2 separate regions of the Gossypium hirsutum genome follow, and region 2 is linked to region 1. The links are chromatin contacts, called in public Hi-C maps. All regions are on one chromosome and are shown on one strand. Each heading gives the region's core, a stretch centred on a gene start, on an enhancer-like site or on the middle of the called end of the contact. The rest is flanking DNA. Distances are from core to core; before and after follow the strand shown.

Region 1 (6,138 bases), core at 3,536-6,035:
ATTCTTTGCGATTGATTTAGTCATTTTCAGCAAAGCAAATTTGGAGCATGGTAGGATACTCAATAAGATGTTGGGGGATTTCTGTGAAGTTTCTGGCCATAAGATTAATGCTAGAAAAATAAACATCTTTTTCTCTATAGGGGTGGAGGAGTCTATGGCTTACTTGATTAATTCCACACATGGATTCCAAAGAGTGCAAAATCTTGGGCATTACCTAGGAGTTCCTATTTTTCATAATAGAGTCACGAATAGTACCATTCATTTTGTGATTGAGAAAGTGCGTCGAAAGTTGTAGAGTTGGGATGTTGGACAACTATCTATTGTCGGATGGGTGACTTTAGCACAGTCAGTCCTTATGTCCATTCTTAGCTACTTCATGTGGTCCATGCTGATTCATAGATCAATCTATGACGAGATCGAGAGTTTGGTGAAAATATTCATTTGGGGTTCCTTTGAGGGCAAAAAGATGTCTTTAGTTGGGTAGGATTTTATCTGTTAACCCAAAGAGTGTGGTGGTCTTAGGATTAGAAAAATTCAAGGCCAAAATATATCGTTCTTGCTAAAGATTGGGTTTAATATAGTTTCAGATAAGGAGACTTTATAGGCCCAAGTAATCAGGTCGAAGTATCGGTTAAATGATAATTTTTCAGATTGTATTGCATGAACTACAAGCTCATTTCTTTGGTAATAGCTCTCAAAGTTTTGGCCATTATTACAAGAAAATCTAATTTGGTCTATGGGAAATGGTGACAGATTTAGATGCTAGACGGATAATTGGGTTCCGAGGGTAGGACCTTTGATTCAACTTATACCCGCCAATGTCAATATTGATTTTGATTGTCTACTCAATGAAATGGTGAATGAGAAAGGTTTGTCGAACCTAGATCTATTCAAAATCTGGTTGTCGGATGTTGCGGTACAACATATTATGGGTATCCCTCCTCTATATCCTTCTGAGGGGAATGATAGAGTTGGTGCCATACCTCGACAGGGGTTTTCTCTATCAAAAGTGCGTATAAGATTTTGACAGAAAAATCTTGGAGAGTAGGGAAGTTGCCAGGTCCTCAAAGGGTTCATTTTTTCTTATGGACGATTTTGAAACAAAGACTTCTTAGAAATATTGAAGGAGTTATGCGGGGATTAGTAGTTGATTCCTCTTGTCCTTTTTACGGTCATGCTCCAGAAGATATTTTACAAATTCTTAGAGGCTACACAAGCATTAAGGTAATCTGGAGTCAGGTCATCCAGGTAAGTCATCGAACGAACTTTTTTTTTCGAATAGTTTACATGATTAGATCTATTGTAATGTGCAGGACACTACCAAGATACACGAGGGAAGAGCCAACTGGTCGTGCCTCTTTGGCATACTTGCTTGGCGTTTATGGAAGAACCGTAACCTTTTTATATTTCAAGGAAGATCCTGCAGTCCGGAGGAAATAGTTAAAGTTTCGAGCAGCTGGGCCAAACAGTTTTTTTTTTTACATCAATGCTGATCCGAATGGCTGCTGTGAGACTTACACTGGAGAGTCAGCAAGTGAGAAATGGCTTTTGTTGAATACAGACGGTGTTGTTCAATTACATTCTGATAATGCAACTGTTAGGGGAATAGTGCGGGATGAGACTAGAGATTGAGTTTTTGGATATAATAGATATTTAGAGAAATGTTCAGTTTTTTATGCAATTGAGGAATTCTAGAGGGGCTTAAACTCATTCAACATGGAGGTTACGATAAGGTGTTAATTCAATCTGATAGCTTAGAAGTTGTGAAAGCCATACAATGAGGTTTTTCTATTTCTTCAAACTCAGCTTTGATCAAAAGGATATAGAGCATTTTGTCCCAATAAGGTCAGTGGCAATACATCCCTAGAGAGCAAAATCAGGTTGCAGACTACTTAGCTAAGTTGGCTTTGGTCAAGAAAGAGGAGTTACAAGTTTTTGATTCTCCCCCTATAGAGAGTTTAGCTTTTATTTTTATTGATTTTGATAAGATAAGGGGTTTTGTTCCTCTTGAGAATATTTTTGTGTAATTCATACTAGTAATTATTTATTTCACCAAAAAATATATATAGGTGAATAAGATATGAATATCCAAATAAAAAATAAAATAATATAAAAAATTATGAAAACATATAAAATTAATTTAATTTTATTCTATTAAGGGCGGTGCAATGCTAGTTCTCAATCCACTTTAAAAATTTTAAAATATTTTAAAAAAGTTTATAATTGAACTTAACCATTTAAAATTTAAAATTATATATATGCTAGCCAAAATGTGAACGCATGACTCTTTCATTGACTAACCAGATAAGCTTAGATATCTAAAAGAAAAAAATGTTCAGTTTGCTAAAACAATATATTAATTGAAGTTAATCTAATTTACAAATAATAGATATGGCTGATTTAAACACTTAACCCTATTGAATTAATTTAAATAGAGAAATTAGACATCTTAAGAAATGAAATTCATTTAACAATAATTTAATGCATTTATATATTTTATCACGCCATAATTGTATTTAAGCTATTTTTATTTCGTATTAAAAAAAATCGATATTTTTTATGATGATTTTATTCTAAATTCTTAATAATTGCACATATTCTATTTTGTATGGAGTCTAGTTCCATATTTTCGTACTGTCTGATATTCTCAGCTTAATAATATTTTAATATCAACAATTGAGCGTAAATTACGTCAATATTTATAATAAATGAAATTGGAATAAATTTATCTTCGAATGATTACATCAAAAAATTCAAATACATAAATTGGTAAAATTATACCATTTAACAATAATTTGTTTTATTGACTATGTATAATTTTTTTATTCACAAGGAGAATTTTTATGGTTTCAATTAAATTTAACAACATTTAAAAATGTTACGAATATTCTTATTTTAGGCAGCCGCATCTAATGTGGCTGCAATATTAGACAAGGACATGAAATGTGGTCGGTAGCTAAAGCTAACTTCTGTTGTAGTGTCTTGTTCCCGATCATAGAAAGATTGTAAGGAAAGCCGAGAAACCCAATTGTTGCGGGCTTTTCGTCTTAAGCTTTTCAACTCTTGGTGGCTTTGGGACTTCATGGCGATGGAACTAACGAAGGATTTCAACCGTTGGATGGCGAGTTTCAGGGTGCTTTCCAACATGTTAGCAAAGCAAACTCGAAACCAACCTGGTTCAATGCAATGACATGAAGAACCAGGCGAAATGTTTATTTTAACATGGTAAACAATTTTCTGCCACAGCTCCATTTCGGCTTCGAACGTGTTGGACTTCAAAAGGTGCCTCATGTCGACCCAACAGAACAGCCCGGCATTGCTGTCTAAACACCTAATGCCGGCTTTTTCCAGGCCTGAAACCAGGTCCTTTTGTTGCTTTTGAAGCCTCTTGTGGTTCTCGGACATGTATTCTTTCGTGAACTTCTTGTCGAATAACATGGCAGAGAGTAGATACTGTGTTTGAGAAGAAACGAGGCCGAAACTGGACATTTTAATGGCGGCGGAGACAACGACGGGATCGTTGGAGTAAATAGCACCAACTCGAAAACCAGGAAGACCCAAATCTTTAGAAAGACTGTATACAATATGAACTCTTTCCCAGACTTGAGTTTGATCGAGATTTCGATCTTTTAAAACTTCCATTACACTTACGAAGGATGGAGAGGTGAAAACAGTGCCGGCGTAAATTTCATCGCTGATTAAATGAATTTGTTTGTCTTCAATGAAGTTGATGAGTAAATACAATTCGTCTCTCGCCATTGTCGTCCCCAGTGGGTTAGAAGGGTTGGTGATTAAAACCCCTTTCACTCTCAGCTTCCTTTTTTGAGCTTGTCGATAAGCTTGTTCGATGGCGGGTAAAGTGACTTTGAAGCCATTAGAACTGGTACAATGTATGGGTACTATTTCAACCCCAGTTCGCCACCTCAGATCTCTATCAAAACTATTAAGGGGGGGAGAAAATGATGAATGTATGAGTGAATTACGTATGTTTTCATGCATGCATAAAATAAGGTATAAAGAAAGCAAAAGATATACCCTGGGTAATATGGCGTAGGAAGAAGAAAAGCGTCGCCTTGATCAGCGAGACAAAACATAAGAGTTTCATTGGCGGAGGTTGCACCAGCAGTGAGAACTACATGATTTGGGTCAAAACTTACTTTGTTTCCTCGGATTTCACCCATGAAATCAACCAATGCCTGTTCATCAAAATCATCAATAACCCAAATATTATCTTCTAATATGTTTATGGGATATTTTTTTTAATTAGCTAAGCTTACCCTTTTGAATGCAGGGAAGCCATTATAATCTTGGAAAAGAGCAAGCTCTTTGAATATGGATATCCCATCTCTCTTCAAACCCAGTGCATCTGGGTTTTTCATCAGCCATGGTTCAAGAAGATCCAAGCAGAGCTACAAAAAAGAATGCATTAAGATTTGAGATATCAAACTCAGTTTCAAAAAAGAAAAGAAAAAGAAAATCTCGTTACCTGATTTTCTGCAAGACCCATCTGGATAATACCATTAGGGTTGTTGACTTCATTGTAGGGGTTTTTCTTATATTCCTGCCATCCTAGAAAGTAAGAAGAATCTTGCCCATGAGTGTTACAAGTGGCTCTTCTTGACAATAACCCCATTTTTGGCCTCTTTGAGCTATAGAAAAAAGGACTTAAAAAGCTCTAATATAAGCTCCTGTTTAGATCAATCGTAGCCAAAAGAAAAAAAATAGAGAAAGAGAGGGAAGAAATGTAAGTAATGGTGAGGTCTGCTGCAAATGGAGATATATATACATTGCATAAGGCACCAAAGTTTTAAATTAGGGCCGCTTTTGACTATACTGATTGGAGCTTTATTTAGGATAGAAACAGAGAACTAATAAATGACAGGTTTTTTATGTATTTACCAAACAGCAGATAAGCTAATTATTTTATTTTGGGCATAACAATAAAAGATAATTATATTATAAAATTTTAGAAGATACTCTTTTTACTATTTTTTTATAAAATATTGTAAAAAAGTCTAATAAGGAATTAAGGGGAACAGAAGCGTCCGCCTGCACCCATTAGCTTTTATTTTTATATAATAAATATATTGAATATAAAGAGAAAAATAATTGTTTCTACCACACATCCATTTTCATCTACATTTCTTTTTATACAAATGAGATATGAAAAGGTTACAGAAATCCCAAAAATTAAACACAATTTCTCTTCTTATCAAAATTATTTGTTTGTCCTATGGAGGAAAAAGGCAAAAGCATGGGCTACACGACTCACCCACATCAAAGTCTACGGTAAGTTGGAGGGTATAGGCCCTTTCTCTTAACCAATCCAACCCTCTTGTTCAAGATGTCCTTGATCTACCCGCCGCTTTGAAATTTTCAGATTGAGTTACGACTATTTTAAATATTACATTTTATTATTTTAAAATAATAGATATACTATTATAATTAAATTAAAAAATATTCATTATGAACTTTTTCAAAACCCTACAACTTTTTCTTTTGTTTAGTGGCGGTGTTACCCTTACCACCCACCTTTTTCTCTTGTCTATCAACTCTCTTTTTATTTTTTTTCTCATTCACTCCAAGTATATTCTCTCTTTTTAGTTTACAAATTTATTTTTTTAAGTATTTCACAAGTTATGATGAACAGATGACGGTGTCTATCATCATTAAAACGCTACCGACTTTTTTTTAAAAAAAATTTGGGTAACTCTTCGTTGATTTCTTAATCTGTTTCTGTTTTGAGAGTATTTCAAAATAATAAATTATTTCATGAGTCGGTTTGGACTCGTGTTATTAAGTTTTATATTTTTCATAGTTTAATAAGTTTCACTTTTAAAAGTTTTTGTCTATTCACTACAGCAAAACAGGTTTTTAGCAGTATTTTTAGCGGCGTTTGAATGAAAAACGCCGCTAAAGATTGAGTATTAGCGGCGTTTTTTAGAAAAATGCTTGATCTTTAGCGGCGTTCAAAAAACACCGCAAAAAAATTAACACAACGCCGTCGTTTTGTATTGAGCCTTTAGTGCCTTTAGCGGCGTTCAAAAAACGGCACAAAAAAATTAACACAATGCTGTCGTTTTGTATTGAGCCTTTAGTGCCTTTAACGGCGCTTTTTAAAAACGTCGCTATATGTAC
Region 2 (6,009 bases), core at 1,908-4,407, 410 kb after region 1:
TAAGTAAAGAGACTAAGTACATAAAAGAGAAGGTTGAGGGTTATAAGGTAGCAGTGAATGCTTAAGGGTTGATCCTTTCTTTATAGTGTTGATGTGGTAAACTTGCTACTAATGAACAGTCATTGTAGAGCACATAGGGAGATGATCGTGATGGGGTTCATTTTGTCATTTTTTCTGAGTTATGGTACGAGGTTGTTATGTTCAAGTGTGGTTTGATGGCTTAAATGGCATGTCCACAATAGGAGTGTTTACACTAAGAAAGCAATTGCATTGCGGAGCGAGCAACTTGTTCACAAGAACGGTAGATAAGACCCTTCTGAAGGTAACAGGTAGTCTGCTCACAAGAACTAATAACTTGATGACCAGAATCCTTCTAGAGGAGTCAGGAGATTGGATAGAAGTAGGTCTTCTGAGACGCTAGTCATTCGGTAACCACCTGGACAATGGAGAGCAGCGGATTGCTTATGGGAGTTTTTCAGGTGGCTTGTTATGTTGCAACATGTCTAAAGCCGGAGGGTGTGTTACAGTCTTGATATTGGTACATAAAAGTACCGATATGTTTTTAAATATTTTTCATATATATTTATAGTATACTTTTTAGTTTCTTGATAAATCATATATAAATTTAAATATTTTTCACGCATATATTTATAGTCTATTTTTTAATTTATTAATAAATTATATATTTTCTAAAAATAAATTATATATTATATATACATGCAAATATATCTCAATTACATTCATAAATATGTTTATATGTAATATAAGTTTTAAAATTATTAATTAAGTACAATAATTTAATTTAATAACTATTAATTTTAAATGTAATTATAGAAAAATTGAAATAATTAAAATAAAAAATTTAAAAGTTGGTCTAAATGTCAAAATTCTTTATCAATTAGTACGAACTAGTACACATTAATACAAGTCAATATTAGCTAAAATGGGTCGAAGCATATCGAGATGGTCGAAATGTACCGAAATTTTAACTAAAACGAAACCTAAAATACTTGATACTAATTTAGAACTAAAATAATATATACCAGCTAATACAAATGGTATTGATACAATATCAACTACTATCATGTCATCTCAAACAAGTGACAATATATATATACATTATTAACAAAATAACGCAAAAATAAATAGTTATTGCCATTAAGTAATATTAATTTTTTTATTAAATAAGTAATATTGAAATTTTTTGAAATTAATGAATAAATTTTTGTATTAAAATTATGTTGTGTATTTGATCTAATAGATTGAAGTAATCCCTCAAATTGAGGGATTGCTAGGTTAATTTTTAGTGAAATGATAATTTATTTATTTTTATCATTGTTTATTTTATATAATATTGTTTGAAGTTATAATTAACTTTAAAGTGCATATGCTGATTATTTTAAAAAAATAGTTAATGAAAATTGTTTTTACTGCTAACTTTTTTCTTCTTTAAAAATAAAATTTTACGTTGAATTTGTTTGAAGGTAAATTTTTATACGGAAAGTATTTTCAATCTTTTTTTTTTTTACGTAAAACAGGATGATTAGCATAAAAAAAATTTGTCAACATAAAATTATCTCTTTATTCTTATAAAATACGTTACCAAATTTTTTTCATAAGATATTTTTCAAATTGATAGGACTCTGTTCACTATAACACCCTCATGCACTACCTAAATATTAGGTTAAAGCACTGGGATGTTCCATTCTTTATTACATTCTTTACTTATCAAATATTTTCTTATAAACTTTAATAACTTTTCAATTTAGTCTCTCTTTGTTATAAAGGTTCGATATTCATTAATTAATCATATTAAATCAATATTCTTTTTTGTTACACTTTAATAACATAATTTGTCTCAATATATTGTTTCACATATCAAATTTCTATGTGATTCACTTCTATTATTTCATCCATATATTTTCTTAAGTTTAACAATTTAGTCCATGTCATCATAAAAATTCCATATTTTTCCAAAATTTCACTTTTACAATACTTTATACATATTTTATCATCTCATAACATATTCATTAAACTTTTATCATAATTTCCTTATTCACATATTAAATTGTTTCACAGTTAAACTTTTGTACATTTTTCAATTTAGTCTCTGTTGTCATGTAATTTATTTTTTCACGACATAAGCACTTCAATCAAATAATTCATTATAATATCTTATTCCACATAACAAATTTTCATACATATCACTTCTCTTGTTTCAATTATAAATTTCATAAAATTTACAATTTAATCCTTAACATCATGAAGACTCTTTATTTACTATAATTTCACCTTAACATCACTTTGTAATCAATTTACCTTTTATCATAAACCTCAAATTTATGTTTGTTTCATTGAAAACAATTTTTAAGAAATATTTTCATGAAATCTAGAAAAGAATAGAAAATATTTTACACATATTCATCCAAACACTAGAAAACATTAATTTTTTTTAAAAATTATTTTCGATAAAACAAAGAAAGCTATGATAAAATGTTAAAATCCAAAACCATATTTCTACATTCTCAAGAGGAGCTATACCATTTTTTTTATTTAAATTTTTTGTTTCAATCAAGTAGAAGCATACATATGCGTGGTTGGTGATTCGAGAAATTTGGTTACAATATATTATTAATCCTTGTATTTTTTAAAATTTGAGATTTAATTTCTATATTTTAAAAGTTAAAAATTTAATCTTTTTATGTTTTCAATTTAAAAATTTTAATCTAACAATTTACATCAAAATATTTATTTTCTATTAATTATATACAATGTCATATAAGGACGGTTTAATCAACTTGTTAAATTGATAAAATTTGTCGATAACACTAACGATGTTGATGATAGGATTGATATTTTTAAATTAAAAAAATAAAACTTTTTTTAAGTATATAGACTAAAGTATAGAGAAATTTTTATATTTTTATATTTATTTCAATTTTAAACTAGATGAAATGAGCCTGTAAACAATTATGGTGAAGTTTGAAGAACTGAATTTATTGAGTTAAATGCGAATTGCTATGCGCACCTAAAATGGAAGAAAAGGAAATGGGGGGTTTAATTTAAAATAATGGATGTTTAGTCAGCCATGGTGATTGCGACGAGACAAGCACCACGCCCCATTTGACGGGGCCAAATTCATGTATATTATATACCCCACTTTTCAACCCACCCTTATAATTTCTCTCCCAAACACATTTCCCAAACCTAATTTCAAAGAAGAAAAAAAAAAAAAAAAAGCTATTCTCTCTGTGTTTGCTTTCTGTCGCTGGCGCCTATACTGCACCCGCCACAATGGGTCAATCTCCTTCCGCCGCTTTAGACAGGGAAAGCTCCTTCAGCCACCGTTTTGGCTTTTTATCTTCTTCTAGTTTGGGTTCCAGCGATGGATTTTCCGATGAGATTTTGGCGAATCGGGATTACACCGCTGAGATTCCCGACGAGTGTTTAGCTTATGTTTTTCAATTCCTCGGCCATGGTGATCGGAACCGTTGTTCGCTTGTCTGCAAGCGGTGGCTGTGCGTTGACGGTTGGAGCCGCCACCGTTTGTCTCTCGACGCTCAATCTGAGATCGAAGCTTCTTTGCCTTCTATCTTTATGCGCTTCGATTCCGTAACCAAACTCACTCTACGTTGTAGCCGTAGATCAATCAGCTTAAGCGACCGCGCTTTGGTTGCTATCTCAATCCGTTGCCAAAACCTCACACGGCTTAAGCTCCGCGGTTGCCGCGAAATCAGCGATGAAGGGATGTCGGCTTTTGCTAAGAATTCTAAGAACCTAAGGAAACTTTCTTGTGGTTCTTGTACGTTCGGTGCCAAAGCTTTGAACGCTGTCCTTGATTATTGCTCGAATTTAGAAGAGTTATCGGTGAAAAGGCTCAGAGGAATCCACGACGGAGCTGAGGCGATCGGGCCTGGAGCGGCAGCTTCTTCGCTGAAAACGATTTGCTTGAAGGAGCTCGTTAACGGTCAGTCTTTTGAACCGCTTGTGGTTGGAGCAAAAAACCTTAAGGCTTTGAAAATTATACATTGTTTGGGTGATTGGGACAGAGTCCTTCAATTAATTGGGAATCGAAATCGAAACGGAAAAGAAAATATCCATCTTAATAACTATAATAGCAAAGGTAACAATGATGCTTTGATGGAAATTCACCTTGAGAGGCTTCAAGTAAGTGATATTGGCCTATCTGCTATTTCCAAATGCACCAAAATTGAAAATTTGCATATTGTGAAAACCCCAGATTGTTCAAATTATGGGCTTATTAGTGTAGCTGAGCATTGTAAGTTGTTAAAGAAGCTTCATGTTGATGGTTGGAGGACTAATAGGATTGGAGATGAGGGTTTGGTTGCTGTAGCCAAACACTGTCCTAATTTAGAAGAACTTGTTCTGGTTGGCGTTAATGCTACCCATTTGAGCTTGGGAGCCATTGCTTCTAATTGCTCGAAACTTGAAAGATTAGCACTTTGTGGAAGTGGGACTATTGGTAATACAGAGATTGCGTGCATTGCAGCAAAATGTATGGCTTTGAAGAAACTTTGCATCAAGGGATGTCCTATTTCGGATATTGCCATTGAAGCACTGGGTTCTGGTTGTCCCAGTTTGGTGAAAATTAAGTTGAGGAAATGTAGGGGAGTGAGTTGTGAGGCTGGTGAATGGTTGCGCGAACAAAGGGGATCTCTAGTGATCAATATGGATGCTTGTGAGATAGATGGTGGTTTTGAGGCTAGTGTCAGTAATGGTGGAATACATGAAGTTGGGGTGGATTTTCCGCAGGTGGTTAGCCAAGTAACTGACAGAGATGCTTCGACGAGCAGCAATGGCAGGTTAGCATTGTTAAGGTCAAAGTTTGGGCTTTTTGCTAGTAGGAATTTTGTGGCATGCACATTTAGAAGGTGGTCTAACAATGATGATAGTTTTAATAGCAACTTGTGAATGATCCTTTTTAAGAGTTGGAACAATATTCTTGATTTGATCACAATGCAACTTTGTGAGACGAATCATTTTCTTCATGCTTTTTGTAGTTCTTGATTACATTTTTTCTTGGGAATGTGCAAATTTGGAAGGAAAAAGCATGGGAAATAATTGGCCACGTATTTTCTGATGATTTTTTGTAGTCGTATTGTATATCCCCTTTCTACAATGTGTTATTTTTTTATATCTGTGCATAGATATTTGCACTTTGTATAAGAGGTGGCATTTTGTAGGTCTGAAATTAGATTCCATTCCCATGCCCATGGATTACGACCTTTTGAAATTCGAATCTCAATTCTAAACATATGTCCTTTCCTTCTACAACTCAATGTTTTGAATGGTCATGTTGATTTTCTAGAATCATTGGACGTACTTGGTAAGCCTTTTCTTTCATCTCGACTTTGATAAAGAAATTTCTTCTTAATTCTTGGTCTGAAATCGCATGCCTGATTTTTTTCAACCCTTTCACTGTGTTTAAACTTTAAACAGCCTTTGCAATTTTCTTTGAAATCTAAATTTTAAAGCTAGAACAGGCATTAATTCAACTTCCGGGGGAAATATCCTCTTATATTTACTTTCATTAAAAAGAAAACAAACTAAAACCAAGTCAAATTGTATTTTACTTTATTTATTAAAAAACGGACAAATGCGCATTCAAGTTTGGTCATCGAGATTGACATGAGGGTTAGGGAAGGCAAACTCTAAGTGAATATGAATTAAATGGATACAAAAACAATTAGACATGTAAGGTGACTATATTTTAAAAAAAATAAAAATCTTAAAAATAAATAATATTTTTTTATAATTATTTTAAAAACCACATTTAGGATGAACATGGAAAAATAGTTGGTCTCAAATTTTGTGTTGCACATAAATATATTTATATTTAATAAAATAATTTATTTTAGATCATATAACTAATGTAAGTAATTATTATTAAAATAATTAAAATATATAATACTAATCATAATTAATCTATAACATAATACTAATTAAGTAATAATTAATTTTAAAAAATATTTATTATTAATATTGAAT

What was found. A called contact is a pair of places that touch in the nucleus more often than the background predicts.
Region 2: a Hi-C map of leaf shows a contact between it and region 1, with 3 times the contacts expected there. The contact joins the promoter of LOC121208280 here to the promoter of LOC107915933 in region 1. A contact is called at or near these places in 4 of 34 Hi-C or Micro-C datasets (all in leaf).

Annotation. Positions count from the first base shown.
Region 1 is chrA10:17,368,501-17,374,638 of Gossypium_hirsutum_v2.1, forward strand. LOC107915933 (1-aminocyclopropane-1-carboxylate synthase) reads right to left here and starts at 4,786. Exons shown (of 4, transcript XM_016845117.2): 1 at 4,487-4,786; 2 at 4,278-4,409; 3 at 4,036-4,196; 4 at 2,754-3,940. The coding sequence starts at 4,633. The coding sequence ends at 2,896.
Region 2 is chrA10:17,782,036-17,788,044 of Gossypium_hirsutum_v2.1, forward strand. It overlaps LOC121208280 (F-box protein SKIP2), which reads left to right and starts at 3,158. Exons shown (of 1, transcript XM_041078822.1): 1 at 3,158-5,082. The coding sequence starts at 3,295. The coding sequence ends at 4,932.